2 separate regions of the Oryctolagus cuniculus genome follow, and region 1 is linked to region 2. Evidence: chromatin contacts called from public Hi-C data. All regions are on one chromosome and are shown on one strand. The core of a region is the stretch at or near the end of the contact, and the rest is flanking DNA. Distances in the headings are between cores, read along the strand shown. Region 1 has its middle 89 kb from the start of RAP2B. Region 2 holds the start of RAP2B (RAP2B, member of RAS oncogene family).

Evidence for each region. Hi-C and Micro-C count contacts between places; a contact is called where the count stands out from the background.
Region 1: a Hi-C map of an unstated tissue shows a contact between it and region 2, with 3 times the contacts expected there. The contact joins the enhancer-like site here to the promoter of RAP2B in region 2. A contact is called at or near these places in 3 of 6 Hi-C or Micro-C datasets (ear pinna, skin fibroblasts and an unstated tissue).

What each region holds. Positions count from the first base shown.
Region 1 is chr4:127,978,763-127,982,949 of mOryCun1.1, reverse strand. No RefSeq gene overlaps it. Among named protein-coding and RNA genes, the nearest start is that of RAP2B, 89 kb to the right of the region's middle. Within about 2 kb of position 2,904, at least 1 of the 8 cell types and tissues checked has an H3K27ac peak or open chromatin away from gene starts, as enhancers often do.
Region 2 is chr4:127,890,659-127,894,384 of mOryCun1.1, reverse strand. It overlaps RAP2B (RAP2B, member of RAS oncogene family), which reads left to right and starts at 2,337. Exons shown (of 1, transcript XM_070072619.1): 1 at 2,337-3,726. The coding sequence starts at 2,807. The coding sequence ends at 3,358.

The DNA.
Region 1 (4,187 bases), core at 1,655-4,154, 88 kb before region 2:
CTGGTAGCCAGTGAGTTCTGTCCAACATAGACCCTGTGTGTTGAAATTCAGCTTACCTATTTTCCATTTGCATAATAAAGCATTTGGAAAAGTTATTATAGCTTGTTTTCTAAGAGTCTATTGAATTATGCTGCTCATGAATGATAAGTAGAATTTCAATTTTCTTCTCAACCTATGGAATTAAGCTCCTCCTTTTTTCAATCTAAAGTTGACCAAACACATTTTCTCAGACTTTTTTCCAATGTCATTTGTTGATTTAATAAAATGCAGTTACTTATTTTATTTCTTTAAGAAAAAAAGACTCATTCCAGATTCAATTCTTTTTCCCAATAGTATGTTAAACAGATATTTCTGATTATTTCTTATATTCCAGTTACATGTTTTAGTTGATCTTTTCAGAAGCATCATCACTAAACGACTGTTTTTTTGACAGGCAGAGTGGACAGTGAGAGAGAAAGAGAGAGAAAGGTTTTCCTTTTCCGTTGGTTCACCCGCCCAATGGCCGCTACGGCCGGCGCACGGCATCCGGCGGGCTGCCCCGATCCGAAGCCAGGAGCCAGGTGCTTCTTCTGGTCTCCCATGCGGGTGCAGGGCCCAAGCACTTGGGCCATCCTCCACTGCCTTCCTGGGCCACAACAGAGAGCTGGACTGGAAGAGGATCAACTGGGACAGAATCCGATGCCCCAACCGGGACTAGAACCCAGGGTGCTGGCGCCACAGGCAGAGGATTAGCCAAGTGAGCCTAAACGACTTTTTTTTTTAATATTTCTTTTATTTATTTGAAAGACAGAGTTACAGAGAGAAACAGAGGGACACACACAAAGAGAGAGAGAGGGAGAGAGGCAGAGAGGGAGGGAGGGAGGGAGGGAGGGAGAGAGTCTTCCACCTGTTGTCTCACTCTCCAAATGGCTGCAATGGCTGGGGCTGGGTCAGGCAGAAGCCAGGAGCCTGGATCTTCTTCTGGGTCTCCCATTTGGGGGCAGAGGCCCAAAGATTTGGGCCGTGCTGTACTGCTTTCCCAGATGCAGTAGCAGGGAGCTGGATTGGAAGTGGAGCAGCCAGGACTCGATCCAGCACCCATATGGGATGCCAGCACTGCAGGTGGAAGCTTAACTCACTACACCACAATCCCAGCACCACCAAATGACTTTGAAAAAGAAAGATTTTATTATATTTATATATATATATACGTATTTAGGTATATGATTTAAAAATCCAAGGTTGAGAAGCTATGGTTGATTGATTTTATCTTCCAACAATGTCATGAATGCTCATCTTCCCACGTGTTTACTTTGTCATCATTCACTTCATATTCACAAGATGGCTGCCAGAGTTCTAGATATCACATTTTCAAGCACAAATGTCAAGAGGAAGGAAAGGGGGCATTTCTTCCTTTTGTTCTTTTTTATTCAGAAGAAGAAATTTTCTAAAAAACCTCTTCTTTGTCTCATTGGCCATTACTGGGTTATATGTCCAACCCTATCAATACCTTGATCCCAAGCAACGGTAATAAATAACAAGCTCAGGCAAAGAGCCATATGAAAAAGGGATGGGCCGCATTAGACCATAGAAAAGCCACAAATAAAAAGAAAACACTCATGCATACCTGATGATTATGGGATTTAAAATCAGAAAGCATGGTTGGATTTTATGACTATATGAACCAAACATCTGAGCGTTAGTTAGGGTCTTTTTTATAAGCCATCCAATCATCTTCCTTGTGAAGATTATATAAATTAATATATAATTATATAAATAATGCACTAGCTTCACAGTAAGTTGTTATACACTGTATGAAGGAGCAGAAGAGAGGAGCAGGAAGGCTCTGAAAATAAGGAAAAGATAAGGGAATGGAAATGCTAATTGCCTGATTTCATCAGTTTGTTCTGTGTTCACATGTTGAAGTATTGCACTGTACTCCTTGAAATTGTACAAGCATTGCATATTAACAGCAAAGGTATAAAATCTTTAAAAATGGACCTAGCATGTCAAGGGGATGCAATATATTTTAATACACCCTCTTTCTCTGCAAATGTGAACAACAAATAAATAAATATGCAGATAAAGAACAACGATGAAAATTTTAGAGCTTAAATGTCCTAGAACTGACATTCTGTTTCAAGCTCTGCAAAGAATTCTTAACATGATTTTGAGGAATCTGAATTAATGGCAATACTTTAGTTTGAAGAATTCTAATTTTCTTATATAAAATGGTTTGCAAAATTGCACCATCTTATTAAAAATATAAAGCGATGCAATATACTCACATATATACATTTACACACATGTATGTGTATAGTCTTCACAAAATTCTAATTTTTGTCTTCAGGGTTTCCTTTTGTTTCAAACAAGCTCACATGAAATTTATACACCAAAAAGTTGTCATTGCAAATATTGGAGATGGAACAAAAACTGAGTGGCAAAAGTCCATGCTTTCTCCGAGTAACCTTACTTAAAACAATAAATATTGATTTCCTCAATAAGTTTTAAACTAATGCACTATCTCTGACAGTCCACTGTTTCATTTTAAATTTCCTTATGTAAGAAAAACAAAACGCTTTAAATCTTTTAGTTGCCTACCTCTGCTAGATCACTAGATGGCGCCCACAGAATCTACTAAAATAGCAGCTCTTCATGGTGTAGAAGGGCCAAGGTCCCTGCACTCTGCTCGGTTTCTATTTATCTGTTATTTGGGCAAATATATACAGACATTTTTCATTATCACTCGACTCTCATAAGAAGTGTTAAAAATAGTCTTTTCAGATCCACTAAAACTTTGTGAAGGGCTTTCCTTCACAAGAGGTCAGTTTTCTATTCCTTTCCACAACAATTATTTATCTTGCTCTTTCCTGATTCTGATACATGCACTGCCTTGCTGTTTTAAAAACACTTGACCCATTCCCTTCCTTGGAGAATTAGCTAAATGTCATCCCTACACTCCCCGCTCAGCATCCTGCCACAACTTGCTGTCAAAAATGTGTCCTGAAAACTCTCCCCTGGCACTCTGCCTTCCAGCTACTTTGGAATTTCACAACATTTCTATCTCCTTTAGATGTTTATGCCATGAGAAAGTCTAGGAAACCAAAATATGTGTGCATGCTTTCATGGAAAAAGATTTGTCATTTTCCAAGCTCTGTTTTGGAAAGGAGAAAAACTCAGAACTTATTTTGGCTGTGAGTCAAATTCCAACTAAAGAATAACAAACATTACCCATCTCCCCCCTTATTCTGTACTACGACTTGAGAAAACACCTCTGTTCACATAATAAATTGAGGAGTAATATACTGATGATTTATTGAAGTTATTTTTTCAGCATAATCCTAAAATATGCATGTATTCATGTGTGTGAAAGTAAGCAGATGTGTATTTCTATATGGGTACATATATCCAGATAAGCCTACTTCAAAAAATTACTGGAAAATGGAAATAAAAGATAAGTTGGAGCCAGCATTGTGGCTCAGGAGGTTAAGCTGCCTGCTAGGCTGTGGTGCTTCCAATGTGTCTCTATGCTAATGCACCTTGGAAAGCAGTGGAAGACCGCCCAAGTGCATGGGCCCGTGCACCCATGTGGGAGACCTTGTTGGAGCTCTTGGCTCCTGGCTTTCACCTGATCCAGCCCTTCCTGTTGTGGCTATTTGGGTAGTGAACCAGCAAACAGAAGATCAAGCCCTCTCTCCCTCTCTGTCTTTCTCTTTCAAATACATGTTTTTTTGTTTTTTTTTTTTGTTTTTTTTTTTTTTTAAAAAGTAAGTTATTTTGGAGCAAATAAAGTGTTTTGAAATTCATGCAGGACTCACTTTCTTTTTTTTTCATATTTCGTATCTGTTTTATTCATAACAGCCCAAATTGGCAAATTATACAAATGTTATTCAGCAGGTGAACAATTAAACTCTGGTAGATCCATGTACTAGAACAGTACTCAACACTAAAAAGAAGTAACTATTGACGTACACAACAAACTGAATGGATTCCAGGGCATTATCATTACTTGGGAGAGAACAAAATCTCCGAAGATCACACTGAGGGGCCAGTGTTGTGGTGCAGTGGGTTAAGCTGCCGCCTGCAACATCACATCCCATAAGAACACAGGTTCAAGTCCCTGGTAATGCACCTGAGCAGGGCAACAGAAGACGGCCCAGCCTCACTAACAGGCGTGGTACTACAGAACAGACTGATCTTAACTGTGT
Region 2 (3,726 bases), core at 1,088-3,587:
CCTGTACTAGAAGGTGCCCAGAGCAGCTTTAGTGTGTACCTCTACCCACAGGCCCAACTTCTGTCCATATTCCTACAAAGAGCCACCTCTGGGACACAGCAGGGAATTCAGTCTTGAGAAGATCCTGGAGGTGGGGTTGGCACCATTTAGGTGGAGCATTCCAGGCCAGAGTTTGGCCGATCCAGAGTTTGGTCTACAGGAGGGCTCGGCCCCCATATGGGCCACCACCTTGACCCTAGGATAAAGCACACTGGCACTGCCGGAAAACCAGAGGGCGGATCAGGGCACAGGTGCTCTGGCTTGTGCTTATGCGTCAGCCTGGTCACACCACTAGACTGAACCTGAGCAAGAGTAATGTGAGAACGTTCTTGTGAGAAAGCGGACCGGCCCAATGGTCACGAAGCCAGACTGCAGCCAGACTCCTGAGTTGCCATCTCAGCTTTGACACTGCAGGCAAGTGACTCAGTATCTCAGGGCTTCCGTCTCCTCATCTTCAGAAAGAGTACAACAGTAAGGAGGAGGAGGAGTAGCTGAAACAAGGCATGCAAAAATGCCTGGCAGAGGTTAGACACTGGGAATAGCCCGCTGGGGTTCATCCAGGTCAGTGTGCCTTGCAGAGGTTCTTCTGGACAGTTATATAAGCACATTTATATCCCGGCACTCTTGACGGTCAAGGTGAAAGCCCCCCCCCCCCCCCCCCGCCCCGTCTCCCCTCAGGGTTGCAGGTGCACACTTCGCCATTCTCGCCGCGGACCTGCAGGGTGCGCGCCACGCGCAGGGCTTTGAAGACGGTGAACTCGCAAAGCGTGGCTGTTGAGTCACGACACACCGGGAACTGAAACCAGGAGTCCCCGCCCGGCCCGGCTCAGCCCTGTGATGCCGGTGTTTTAAACCGGAGGGCAGTGGCATCGGCTAAGAAAGGCAGGACAGGGCTGACGCAGCGCTGCTGCCTGCCCACGCCCTCGCCCTCGCCCTCGCCCTGGGGCGCAGCTGCCAAGGCCAAGTCTGCTGGGCAGGTCCCGACACCTCTGCTCGGCCGGGCATCGCGCAGGCTCGGGGCAGGTCGAGGCAGCTCCCCAGCTCCTCCCAGGAGCGGGGACGCGAGCCGAGCCCAGTCCAGCAACTGCGCGCCCGACAGCGAGGATGCTAGGGAAAAGGCAAGCCAGGGCAGCCCCCCTAGCCCTCCAGCGCCCGTTGCTCATCGCAGCCCCGCCGCCCTCGCTGCGGAGCCCTGGCAAACTTTGCAGGTCCTCGCGCGCGGGCCACTGTCACCAGCCCCTTCTGCACCCTGGACGGGACAGTCGTGACCGGGCGAGTCAGACGCTCTCGAAAACAGCCACAAAGGGCTATATTTAGTTCTGCGCACCCCGCCTAAATTCCTTTTTTCACTCTCCGCTTCCAAACGACTGGGTTGGGGTGGGGGAGTGGGAGGAAGGGGGCGGGGAGCCGCGGAGAAGGAACAGCTGGGCCTCCACCTCGCCGCTCAATCTCTATAAATACCCAATCGCCGGCGGAGGCTACTTTTCAGCCAATGAGGCAGCCGCACCGGAGAGACCCTTGGCGGCAGCCAATGGGAGGCCCTTCGGGGGTGTGCGACTCACGTCCTGGGACCAATGAGTGCGGAGTCTGGGAGAAGTAATTTGAGCTGGCGTGTGGGTGTGAGCTGCACCAAGCTTCCTACTTCCAAGCCCCAAAAAACCTGCTCTGCCGACTGAGCATGCCCTAACTGCGGGCCGCCGGCACTGTCAGATCCGGGCTCCGGGTTTTGGCCGCAGCACAGTGGGGGAGGAGGTGGGCGGGACCCTCTGGGACTCTGCTGGGATGGAGCCGCGGGTTCCCCAGAAGCTGTTTGTTCTCGGATGGGGACAGTGACCCAAGGCACTAGAGTTACACCCCGTTCGCTCTGTCCCGGGAACTGGCGGAGCAGCGTTTCCGGGGACAACGGCTTACCAAGGGCTTTGCCAGGGCTTCGGGGGCTGCTCTGCCCAGCCCGCACCTGCAGCGGTCCGGTCCGCGGTCCGCGCTTCTGGCGGCCTGCACCGGCCTTTGGTCATGGGATTCCGCAAGCGCGCTCTCTTGGCTCGCCGGGCCTTAGCGCTCGCGTTCGAGCACGCCAAGCCCCTCTGCCGCCCCATTCCCCCGCAGTGTGCCTGCTGCAGTCCCACAAGCTCGCGTCGCCCCGCCTCCACTCCCGGCGACTCCGCTCGCAAGCCCCGCCCCCAGCCCCGCCCTCTCGGCTCGGCCCCGCAGAAAACCCGGAGCGGCCGCTCGGGCGGGGCGCGGCCTGCGGCGCACTGGGCATGCTCGCGCGGGCGGGGAGGGCCGGGCTGCGCGCGGCGAGTAGGAAGCCCTCGCCCCGCGGAGGCTGCAGGCGAGAGCGCGATGGGCCGCGGTGGTGGGCGCACGTTCCGCGGGGACTCATGCCACGAGTGTCCCGGTCCGGCGCGCAATTAGCAGCCGCCTCCGCAGCCCGCCACCACCGCTGCCCAGCGCTCGCCGGCTGCTGCGACGAGGGGCTGCAGCCGTCGCCGTGCCTTAGGCTGCCGGCATTGTCCTCTGGTCCGCCGCCGACCGCTGCGGGGCCCCGGACCCGCGCCCCAGGGACGCGCCGCCGCCGCCGCCGCCGGCCGGCCGGGCGCGCGGCCCCCGCTCGGAGATCCGCGCGCCCCGCGCCGCTCGGCCGCGGTCTCCCGGGTGTCTCCTGCGGCGCTGAGGCGGCGGAGCGGTCCGGCCGCCCAGCCCAGCCCTCCGCGGCGCGCAGCCCCGACGGGGCCGCGGCGGGCGCCTGGCGAGTGCTGACGGAGCCATGAGAGAGTACAAAGTGGTGGTGCTGGGCTCGGGCGGCGTGGGCAAGTCCGCGCTCACCGTGCAGTTCGTGACGGGCTCCTTCATCGAGAAGTACGACCCCACCATCGAGGACTTCTACCGCAAGGAGATCGAGGTGGACTCGTCGCCGTCGGTGCTGGAGATCCTGGACACGGCGGGCACCGAGCAGTTCGCGTCCATGCGGGACCTGTACATCAAGAACGGCCAGGGCTTCATCCTCGTCTACAGCCTCGTCAACCAGCAGAGCTTCCAGGACATCAAGCCCATGCGGGACCAGATCATCCGCGTGAAGCGGTACGAGCGCGTGCCCATGATCCTGGTGGGCAACAAGGTGGACCTGGAAGGCGAGCGCGAGGTCTCGTACGGCGAGGGCAAGGCCCTGGCCGAGGAGTGGAGCTGCCCCTTCATGGAGACGTCGGCCAAAAACAAAGCCTCGGTGGACGAGCTGTTCGCCGAGATCGTGCGGCAGATGAACTACGCGGCGCAGCCCAACGGCGACGAGGGCTGCTGCTCGGCCTGCGTGATCCTCTGAGGCGCCGCGGCCGCCACGCGCCCCCCGGGCCGCGCTCCGCGCACAAAAGCCAAACGCACCGACTCTCCCCGTGGGATTTCTCGTCCGGCTTTGAGATGGGAGACGACTTTGCAGTGGCCAGGGCGTCCCCAGGAGCCTCCCCCCCTCCCCCCCACGCTGGCCTCCACGCCCCGTGTCCGAGGGAGCGCCCCGTCCTGCCCAGCCGACACCGTGGTGGAAATTGGGGCTCTTTGCAGCATGTACGTTCCTCATTGATTTTGGTTGACGCCCGTTTCCTCCCCCCTCCCCCCTCCCCCGAAGGCGCAGTTATTGGCAGTCTGACACCCACCCGGCAAGCAAAAGTTTCAGCCTGGAAAAAGATGGGGGAA